3 separate regions of the Oryctolagus cuniculus genome follow, and all the other regions are linked to region 2. Evidence: chromatin contacts called from public Micro-C data. All regions are on one chromosome and are shown on one strand. The core of a region is the stretch at or near the end of the contact, and the rest is flanking DNA. Distances in the headings are between cores, read along the strand shown. Region 1 has its middle 110 kb from the start of TRNAI-UAU. Region 2 overlaps THADA (THADA armadillo repeat containing). Region 3 holds the start of ZFP36L2 (ZFP36 ring finger protein like 2).

Region 1 (3,431 bases), core at 687-3,186, 490 kb before region 2:
CTCCCCCACCCTGGGTGCCAAGAGGAGCTGGGACGCAGTGTTTGCTCCCAAGGCCCCAGGGACTCTGAGCACCTCTGCCTGCATCCCCAGCCTGGGGAGATTTAGGGAGCACAGGAATGCCACCTCCTCCAGGAAGGCTTCCTATCAACTCGCCCTTCAGTCTGAACCTCTGAGGTTGCTCACACATGCCCAGCTTGTCCGCTATTCTGGGTCGGTCCCATCCCCCTCTTGCGGGTGGCCCTTTGGGGTCAGAAGCCCACCTACCTTGTAAACCTCGCATGACCCTGGAAGGAGCTCCACATACCTGGGCTGCACTGAGCTGGAGCCGAGGAGCCCAGAGGGAGAGATCTGCTGGCAAGGCTGCTCCTGCTGCTGACAGCCAGGGCGCTGGACGCGGGGACAGAAATCCACCAAGGGCCACTCCCTTCACCCCCCACCCCCAGCAGGCAACCTGAAGCGGGTGCTGGACAAGCAAATCTTGCTGGTGTGGACGTCAGGGGCCAAAGGGAACCACAGAGCAGCCAGAATCAACCCCTGGGCTGTTGAAAGCAGCAAATCAAACCATGGTGTGTGTGTGTGTGTGTGTGTGTGTGTGTGTGTGGCTTCTGGTCACCATGGCGCTGAGAACACTGGGCCCACTGGGCCTGGACACCAGGACTGGGCCTGTGCAGGGGTGGGTCGGAAGCTAAACAGCCACGTCTTCTTGGAGAGGTGCCCATGGCACTGGGGCACTGGGGCACCAATGCGGACATCAGCTCTGTGCCCCGCATTTGAGGCAGTAACTCCAGAAACCGCATGGACTGCCACCCTTCTGCTACTTCTTAAGCACTATGGGATTTTAGGGTCAGGCTCAGCCTATGGCCCAGAGGTCATCTAGTCCAATGTCATCCTCATACAGATGAGGAAACCAAAGCAAACCCAAGTCAAGCTGGAGGCAGGCTCTACTCTCCTGCCCCTGCCTTCTCCTCCACCCCCTCCTTGGTCCTCCTCACTGGAGCACCTCACAGAGCCTCCCCTTCATGGTCTTTGTAGGGGGGGAGGCTTTCTTCCTGTCGGTCTGTCTCCTGGAGATTGCGGTCTCCCTGTGTTACTGGTTTTAGCAGCACCAGAGCAAATGCTGAGTGCCCGGTGCATCTGAGAACCCAATGGGTGTCACATAGGGAGCTTCAGGGGAGAACACGTGGACCAGAAGAACACAGTTGTGGGCTGGTTCAGACATCCCAAGTCAGACCCTGGTGTCCCAAGTAACAAAATGGAGTTGATTCGACCTGGCTTCCCTGAACTAACTGCCTTTCTCACCACCAGTTTGTGCCTGCAATTCAGGTTTCTGACACCAGATGGCAGTGTTGCTCTGTTTGTAACTGCAGACAAGCCGCTCTTGCGAGAAGCCGTTTAAAGCTCACTCATTCATTCACTCAGTGCTTACTGAGAGTGTTCACAAAGTGCCAAGCCCTTTTCTAGGTATCTGGGGTTCAGCCGCGAACTAAACACAAAAAGCTGTGCTCTCTGGGCCCTTCACTGTTGCACAAACGAGAAAGCATTTTGTCTGTTAGATGACCGGTGCTGTTGGGACAAACAGAAGGCGGAAAGAAGGGCTGGGGTGAGGGGCTGTGAAGTGGGGTTTTGTTATATGGGGCAGATGGGGAGACTGAGGCTGGGGAGGGAGGGTTTTGCCCTACGTGAGAGAGATGGAGGCTGAGGCTGGCAGCCTGGAGCTCCGGTCCGCTCTGACCCCCCTACTGCCCCGCCCCCCCACAGCGGGCAGGGCTGTGGGCTCAACGAGGCATGATTTCTGGCCCGCCCTGCAGGGACTGTGTGCAAGGACTGTGCTGGCCAAGAGCTGCTGGGCAGGCGTCCTGGACACGAAGTCCACTCCCAGCTCCTAAAACCGCCCTGCATGCTCCTGCCCCCACGCCTCCCCATCCGCTCTGGGCTGCGGGGCATTCAAGGTGGGGGAGTCGCGGAAAGGGCCGCCTGGAGGAGAGCCCCATGGCGGGAGTGGATCTGGGCTGTGCGGCCCCTGAGAGCAGCTTGTACCCTAACCAAGACACACCCACGACGTTCCCCACCCAGCCTTCGTGCCTGGCCCAGTCCGTTGCATGCTATCACGGAATACCACAGACTGGGTCATTCACAACAAGAAGAAATCGATTCCTCACGGCTCAGAGGCTGGGCAAGACCGAGGCCCTGGAGTCAGGCGAGAGCCTCCTCGGCGCCTCCGTGCAGCCTCGGAGCATGGCGAGTGCGGGGTGCAGGTGCAGGAGGGGCTCCATGCTAACCATGTGCTCATGTGACCAGTTCTCTTGGCCCAGCAATTGGTTCTAGAATCGAAGCACAAAGCAGTGAAAGTCTTGCTGAAGAGCCGGGCTCAGGATGCTGGAGAGAGAGATGAGTGATGAGGCCCAGGAGAGCTGGGAGGTGCTGCAGCCGCTGCCCAAGGACACCGGGAAGACGCTGCTGGCGGAGTGGAGCCCAGCTGTAGAGGAAGGGAGGCTGCACCCTCCCCCGCAGCCCGAGCTTGCCTGAAGCCGGCATTGCCCTCTGTTCCCCACTTAGCAGAACCAACAAATGGTCTTGTTAAAAAAGAAAAGCCTGTAGGGGCCGCCACTGTGGCGCAGCGGGTAAAGCTACCATTTGCAGTGCCGACATCCTTTATGAATGCCGGTTCGAATCCCGGCTGCTCCACTTCTGATCCAGCTCTCTGGCTATGGCCTGGGAAAGCAGATGGTGCAGCTTCTTGGGCCCCTGCACCTGTGCAGGAGACCTGGAGGAAGCGCCTGTCTTCTGGCTCTGGATTAGTCCAGCTCCAGCTCCAGCCGTTGGGCCATTTGGGGAGTGAATCTGCATCTCTCTCTGTAACTCTGCCTTTCAAATAAATAAATAAATCTTTAAAAATAAATAAATATAAATAAAAACCTGGTCCAATTTGAACTTAGGTCTCTTGGAGCCCAAGACTTAGGATTAATAAGTTGATTGAGCCTCACTGCTTGTGTTCTGAGCCCAAAACCTGGAATAGGATGGGGAGCAAATGAGACACCAGGCCCAGGGTCTCCTGCCCCCCAGAACCGTTGGGGGGGGTGAGTTCAATGCCAACGCCAGGCCGTGGGGCAGCCTGGTGAGAATCTGGGCCCCATCTCCCCACTGTTTCAGTGTGATCTTCTCCGGACAAGAGGAGGCAAACGTTCCCTTTTCCTTCTTGGCTTTGGGTTCCTGAGCCCCCAGCTGCCCTTATCACGAGGAGGGAGGTAACCGTCTATGGTCTGTGTTTCCAGATAAATGGAGAAGCTACGGGTGCCGCGAGGCTGGCCCTGTGGTTCGGAAGACGCTGTGGTTTGGCGGTGGTGAGCAAACAGGTCAGCTCGGGGCAGGGGAGGTGCGTGGCCTTCAGGGGCCTGAGACAGCTTGCCCTGCCAAGGAGGCAGGGGCTGGGG
Region 2 (3,375 bases), core at 223-2,722:
AAAGATGGTCTATGTGCTTGGGACCCTGTACCTGTGTGGGGGACTCGAAGAAGCTCCTGGTTCCTGGCTTCGGATCGGCTCAGCTCTGGTCACTGTGGCCATTTGAGGAATGAAACACTGGAAAGAAGACCTTTCTGTTTTTCCTTCCTTCTGTCTGTAACTACCTCTCAAATGAATAAATATATCTTAAAAAAAGATCCTATGATTAAAATGTCTCTCTGGGAGAATGAACTTATATTCTATACTAGAATAATTCAAACTAGTATTATTGTTGCTAATAGAAGCATTCTAGTTGAGATTACTCTGAACTAAAAATAAAAGTAACTATTAAATTATATCAGCAGCACTAGCTTTTGTGACCTTGAGCAAATCACTTTACTATTCTGCATCTCAATTTTTCCCCTTTTGAAAAAAAAATGCTTATTTATTTATTTGTAAGGCAGAGTTACAGAAGGAAAGGGAGAGACAGAGAGTTATCTTCCATCCACTGGTTCAATTCCCAAATGACTTCAACAACCAGGTTAACACCAGGAGCCTCTTGCAGGCCTCATACACGGGTGGCAGAGGCCCAAGCACTTGGGCCATCTTCCGCTGCTTTCCCAGGCACATTAGCAGGGAGCCGGATTGGAAGTGGAACAGCTGGGACATGAACAAGTGCCCATACGGGATGCCAGCACTGTAAGTGGTAGCTATACCACAACAATGGCCCTGTGCCTCAATTTTCACATCTGTAAAATGAGAATGACTGAATGACTTCTTAGGTCAAAGATAAAAGCACATAATGATAATTGTTATTATCAGCATCATTTTAATTAAAGATATGGATGAAAAATACAAACACAGACTCTGAAAAACATTAGATAAAATCTGGAGGAAATCACACCATAATCAAGAATTACTATAAACTCTGAAATCCCCTCCCCATTTTCACAGAGGTAACTATCTTGGTGAATTTCTTAGCACCAACACTGTTACCCTTCAGGAGTGTCATTCCTTATTTGTCAACCAGAAAACTAAGATTTCTAACTTTGGTTTTTACAGCACATTAGACACCTTGAGGCACCTTCTCTTCCCTCATCTCTGTCTGCAGTAGTGCTGGGGGAGGAGAGGCGTGGGGCAGTTCCCTGAGGAAAAGGCCGGTCATGGGCCAAATGGCACACAATCCATGTTGTCTTCTAACCTCCAGAAACAGGGTATGAAAGTCACCTCAAAGCAAACTTCTCCTCTGGCCCATTACCATCCCTGCTAAAATTATCCTACTACGAGGGAGACGGGAGGTTACTGGCCCACATTCAGGCTGTGAATGAAGGGGCATTTCCCACTGAGTTTGACAATGTAAAATCTAAAGTCAGACTCCAAAGCGATGACTCATGGCTCAAGAGGGGCTCTGTGCTGTGTGGCACGTGCTCTGCAGACAGCACTCAGGTCGTGTTCCAGAACTGCCACTTTCTAGCTGTATGACTGTGGGCAAATAACTGACTCTCACCAGCCTCAGCTCTTCTCTGCGAAATCAGGATGGGACTACCTTCCTCCCAAGGCTGTGATAAAAAGGCTTACATTAGACCCATGCAAAGTGTGTGGCACGTGCCAAGCAGACAACAGGCACTAAAGAAACACTTGCTCCCTTCACAACTTCTCTCTTCCTTCCACACAAGTGAAACAGAGACTCCAGCACAACACACAGCTGCCATATTCTCCAGGAGATTGTCAGTTCCCCTGGCACAGAGAATACTCCTGATTCATCTCTGGAGCCAGTACTCAGCCTAGGGCCTGGCACAGAGTAAAAACATAACAAATACGTGTTAAATGGAGAAAATGAGAATCCTTTGAGTCTGCGGGCATTAATATTATCCTGGTCACAGTCAAAAGAGACCCTGATTTTCAATTTGGCTGAACAGGCAGTTGCCACAAGCTACTATGTAGTTCAAAGCAAATAAGTTCTTTAATAATTACATTCTTTAAAAGATACAAAAAACCAAGTGCCCCACAGCTCTCAATTTTAGTTTTGAGAATCCAATTCTTTCCTAAACAATGGAGTGGGTAACCACAGAAACTTGTGGAATCTCTTTTCCTAGAAAACATGAAGAGCAGGAGGCAAGCCAGTCTGTCTGGAAACGGCTTCCAAATCTGCCTATAAGCAGGATGAACTGGGTCAGATGCCCTTCGGAGGTTCCTTCCAAACCTACACCACTGAGATGTTAGGAAAAACAACTAAAATAATTCTGTCATTTATACCCAGGAAAATAAAATAAATTTAACATCTCCTAACAGTCACTGGAAATAATTTTCTTTGGACCTAGTGATGCTTTTACAAACACATTTTCTTCTTAAATTGTATTAGACCATTATAAGCTATTAATTTGAACATGAGCTCTCTTTAATAAGACAGAACACAGATTGAATTTAACATAGGAAACAAGTTTATTCTTTTGTTTCTCTTCACCTGCTTCCTTGTGCTCCAAATCTACTAATCCCTGCAGACTTATAAAAAACACTGCTTCTCTCCAAATACTCCATTCAGTTCTCCCATTTATGAATTTCTAAGGCATGCATTACTCATACCACATTATGTAGGTGATTAATTTATGGTGTCTTCTATTTTCATCTGATTCACAACTATTTTTTTCTCCCATGCTGACCTATAAATTCTTTGAATAAAGTCCAAGTTTTATATTCCTCATGTATAATACTAAGCTCATGATAAGTGTTCACCAGGTCTTACTGGCTCACTTACTGATCTAATATGAAAGGGTAGCACAAGAGTTACACTATACCCCTCTGGAGCTAAGCTTCTGAAGTTTTGGCAAAGCAGACACTTCAAGTCAAAAATAAAGCTTTTCAGATAGCTATAAATTGGCATCTGTCATTTAGCTGGGACTAGCATAGTTGAAGGTTAACAGAGGCCAGAGGGAAAACCCCAGATTTTAAGAGCACGGGGGTTTAGCTCTGGCCCTATAAGGAATAATAAAGTGATCCTGCTCCCATGAGATTGAGGCTATTTAAGAAAGCACAGCACACAGGGGTCAGCATTGTGGCACAGTGGGTTAATCATCTGCCTGTTGTGCCCCCACCCCATATGGGTGCTGGGTCAAGTCCCAGCGGCTCGACTTCCGATCCAGCTCCCTGCTAATATGACAAGAAACCAGTGGAGGACGGTCAAAGTGCTTGGGCCCCTGCACCCAGATGGGAGACCCAGAAAAAAGCTCCTAGCTCCTGGCTTTGGCCTGGCCCACCTGGCCCAGCCCCAACCATTGTGGCCATCAGGGGAGTGAACCAACGGATGGAAGACCTCTCTCTCTGTATTCTTCTCTCTCTCTCTAACAGTGCCTTTCAAATAAATAGCAAGCAAGCAAGCAAGCAAGCACAGCACATGCC
Region 3 (3,786 bases), core at 387-2,886, 260 kb before region 2:
CCCCCCGGGGGCTGGTGGTGGCCCGACGGGAAGCCCGAGAAGCTGAGGCTGTGGTGCAGCTTGGGCCGCGGCTCCCGCGCGAAGCCCAGGTGCAGCGCATCGCGCGCGCTGAAGGCGCGCAGGTCCCCGGAGGCGCCCCCCGACGGCGCGGGCCGCCGCTCGTCGGCATTGTGGATGAAGTGGCAGCGCGGCCCGTAGGGGCAGAAGCCGATGGTGTGGAAGGTGCGGCACAGCTCCGTCTTGTACTTGGGGTGCCGCGTCAGGCTGCGCAGCTCGTGGAAGCCGTGCGCGAACTGGCACTTCTCGCCGTACTTGCACGTGCCGCTCTCCTCGAAGGGCCGGCACAGCTCGGTCTTGTAGCGGGTCGAGTTGATCTGGGAGCCGCCGGCTCCCTTCTGTTGTTGCTGCTGCTGCTGCTGCTGCTGCAGGTGCAGGAGGTGCTGGCTGCGCTCGCCGTTCTCGCTGAACGAGCGGTCCCGGAATTTGTTCTCCTTGTTGAGCAGGGCCGTGCCGCCGCCGCCGCCCCCCGACGGCTCCTTGAGGGTGCCATAGGAGGCCGGGCCACCGGCCGCCGCGCTGCCGCCGTTAGCGGCGCCCGGGAACTTGGGCGAGCAGCTGCCGGGACTCGGCGCGGGGTGCGCCAGGGCGTGCAGGTTGCTGGCCGAGTGCCGTCGGAGGAAGCCCGGCGCGAAGCCCGAGGTGGGGGCGGCGGCCACGGGCGTCCCCACCGCCTTCTTGTCCAGCATGTTGTTCAGATTGAGGTTGGCCAGGGATTTCTCCGTCTGCCGGGGAGGGGAGAGCGAGCGGGGAAGGGATGAAAAGACGGACGGGGAGGCTAGCTGCACAGTCAGCCCCAACCTCTGGCTTCTTCTTTCCCAGCTCCTTTTCGCCCCATTTTTTTTTTTTTTTTTTTTTTGCAGGCTTCGCCTCGGCCTCCGCCCTCCTCCACCCGTACACACGCGCAAAAGAGCAGCAAGTTTGCGAGCAAGGCCGGCGAGGGCGGAGGCCGCCCAGCCTGGCCGCGCTGGGCTCCGACATGTGATCTGCAGCCCGCGGGCCGCCGGGTGGGCGGCGCAAACACCGTCCGGGAAGCCCCGGGCAGCGTGGCCGCCGCCGGCTCCTCCCCGCCCACAAGGCTCGAGCACACCCGGCTGCAAGCGGCGGGACTCTTCCCCGCCGGGAAAGTCACGGCGCGGAGGGGTCGCCCCGACGCGGGGGCGGCAGACGCGCCACGTCCGAGACGGCCCGGGGCCTCCGCTGGCCCGCGCGCCCGCCTCTCCCTCCCTGCTGCCCCGCGTACCTTGCACAAGAAGTCGATGTCGTAGAAGGCGGACAGAAGTGTGGTCGACATGTTTCTGGGTCCCGTAATGGTCGGAGCCGCAGGCGGGGAGGTCGGGAGGAGCCCTCGGGGCGGCGCGGCCGGCCTCGAGCCACGACGAATAACGGGCGAGGGGCGGGCAGGGGCCGAAAGTTTGCCGCGGGGCGAGCGGAGAAGCGGCGCGGACCGGGCAGGGGCTGCCCTGGAGTGCGGAGCGGGGCGGGGGGGAAGAGGAGAGGGAAGCAGAGCGCGCTCCTCCGCGCCCCGGGGTGCCGGCCCGCCCCCCGCGCGGAGCCGACGGCAGCTCGCGGACTGCTGGAACTCGGCGGCCCGCGAGCGCGCGCCCTATATAGAGCCCGCGCGCCCGGCCGCGGCGGGGCGGGCGCGCGGGGGGCGGGGACACCGCGCTGACCCCGCCGGGGTCTCCAGGCAACGCCGCCCGCCGGCTCGCGGACGTCAGGCGCCTTCCCGGCTTCCCATTGGCCGCCGCCAATTTTTTTCCTCCGGAGGGGGGAGGGAGCGGGGAGACTTCGGGGCGGGGCCGGCCGCCGGGGCGCCCGGGGCGGCACGGAGAGCTCGGCCGGGCTGGGTGCTGCTGGGTGGGTGGCGGCCGGCGGACGCGGCTCTCGCCCTCTGCTGGGGCTGCCGTGGTGGAAAGCCCCAGCACGTGTAACGTGATCAGGGCTCTGCAGTCCTGGACGGGTCTGTCCCCGCCCGCTCCTGCGAGGCGGATTTGCCAAGTTATTATCTGCTACTCTGGGTTTTGTGTTGGGCGCGGGAATTGCAAAATGCGCGAATCTTGCCAACCGTCCGCGAGGCCCGTCTGGTTTGCAAAGGGTGCTCAGGACGGAGGGCGGGGGCTCCGGCCGGGCTGCACGTGGAGCGACGCGTTGGGGGTGGGGGCGGCAGCGGCCACGCGGGCGGCCGGCCGCCGTCTTGCCCGGAGGCTCCCGAGCTGGTTTCTCCGCCCCTCTCCCCGCCCAGGCTCAGTAAACAGGGCTGGAGCGCCGGGGCCTGCCGGGCAGGGCTGAGTGTCTGAGGACAAGGCGCTGGCTTTGCTAATCACATCACAAGACCTTGAGCCGGGGCCAAAGGCGTGGAGTGGCGCGGGGCGTCCCGGGCGGGGGAGCGGACTCGGAGGACGCGGGGAGAAGCTGGGTGAGCCGTGCAGGCGCGGAGGTAGCTTCCCGCCGGCCTCCCGGGGCGTTGGGGGTGCCGCGGCCGCCGAGGGTCCGCGCCCAGCGCAGTCTGGGCCTGTCGCGCGCTCCAGGCCACTTCCCATCCCCGGCCGAGCCAGACCTGCGGCCCCGGTGGGGCACCCCCTTCGCTCTTCAGCTCCACGCCCCAACAGTTTGCACTGAGAAATGCGGTTTGCCGAAGGGTGCGCCGTCCCTGTTTGGGTACGGGGCAGACACCCGCCCGCAGCGCCGAGAGGCGAAAGCCACTGAAAGCACCTTCTCGCTCAGTCTGCACTGGCTGCCAAAAAGCTGGGGCCAGGCCCGCGCTGTCGTCCACCTGGCAGCCTGCACCCCAGCCGCGCTTAGCTGGAAGGTCCAGGGCGCTCAGGGAAGGAAGTTTACCTGGCCCCCACCCCTCCCCGAGTGGATCTCCCCACTTGCTGTGTCCGCACTAAGTTCGTTCCTTTTGGTGATCATTGTGTCAGTTAACCTGGAACAAAACGAGCTAGGCGGGTCGCTCAGGGCCCTGTGTGCCTTCCCCATGCTCTGCTCCCCTCCCTGCCCAGGGAGCTAGAGTCCAGGGTAGGGCTGGAGTTTAGCCCCCCCACCCCCCGGCATGTGGTCTTGAGCGAATCACATGGCGAGTTGGTGCTTGGGTTTCCTTGCTTGTAAAACTCAAGATAAAATGCATGCTTTTCTCACCTCTCACCTTTTGTCAAGGTGCAAATGAGGTATCTGCGAAGGTGTCTAAAAGATAAAACAAGTACAAGCCATCTTATGCATGAAAGTGACAAAGCATAAAGAGGAAGCCAGGCCCTGTGGGTGGGGGTCCTCAGAATAGTGAGTGTGGCGGAGCTGGGGAGCGGGGCGAGCACCCAAGTCCTGGCCCCTAGAGTTTGGAGCCAGGGGCAGGCAGAGACGTGGGAGAGGTGAGAGCTGCCCCACGTGGCTGGGCGAGGGCTGGCCCTGTTTTGAGCTTTGTCTGGTGGCCTCCAGAGCCTGTCCGCCTTCTGTTTCTCCTGGGGAATGCATCAGCAAAGTGTAAAACAGCCTTTCCCCTAACCACTGCCGTTAGGGGAGCAACAAGATTTCAGATACAAAACCAGTGGGAACATCTGTTCCTCCTGCCTTCGAGGCTGGCTGCAGCCAGCAGAGATCAAAATCGGGGGTAATTCCCAGGCCGCAGCAGCGAGAACACCCACTCTGCAGACGTGGTGGCAGGATTCTGGGGACGACATGTAAACATGGTAGGAACATGCTTTGGTACGGAGTACCTGCGTGTACAAAATA

What was found. A called contact is a pair of places that touch in the nucleus more often than the background predicts.
Region 1: a Micro-C map of ear pinna shows a contact between it and region 2, with 5 times the contacts expected there. The contact joins two enhancer-like sites. A contact is called at or near these places in 4 of 6 Hi-C or Micro-C datasets (ear pinna, embryonic fibroblasts, psoas muscle and 1 more).
Region 3: a contact with region 2 is called in a Micro-C map of ear pinna, with 6 times the contacts expected there. The contact joins the promoter of ZFP36L2 here to the enhancer-like site in region 2. A contact is called at or near these places in 4 of 6 Hi-C or Micro-C datasets (ear pinna, psoas muscle, skin fibroblasts and 1 more).

The regions. Positions count from the first base shown.
Region 1 is chr2:159,731,221-159,734,651 of mOryCun1.1, reverse strand. No RefSeq gene overlaps it. Among named protein-coding and RNA genes, the nearest start is that of TRNAI-UAU, 110 kb to the left of the region's middle. Within about 2 kb of position 1,936, at least 1 of the 8 cell types and tissues checked has an H3K27ac peak or open chromatin away from gene starts, as enhancers often do. A contact at or near this core is called in ear pinna, where this site is marked.
Region 2 is chr2:159,242,033-159,245,407 of mOryCun1.1, reverse strand. The region is part of intron 26 of THADA (THADA armadillo repeat containing); the gene reads right to left. Among named protein-coding and RNA genes, the nearest start is that of THADA, 120 kb to the right of the region's middle. Within about 2 kb of position 1,472, at least 1 of the 8 cell types and tissues checked has an H3K27ac peak or open chromatin away from gene starts, as enhancers often do. A contact at or near this core is called in ear pinna, where this site is marked.
Region 3 is chr2:159,502,480-159,506,265 of mOryCun1.1, reverse strand. It overlaps ZFP36L2 (ZFP36 ring finger protein like 2), which reads right to left and starts at 1,636. Exons shown (of 2, transcript XM_008254731.4): 1 at 1,301-1,636; 2 at 1-782. The coding sequence starts at 1,351.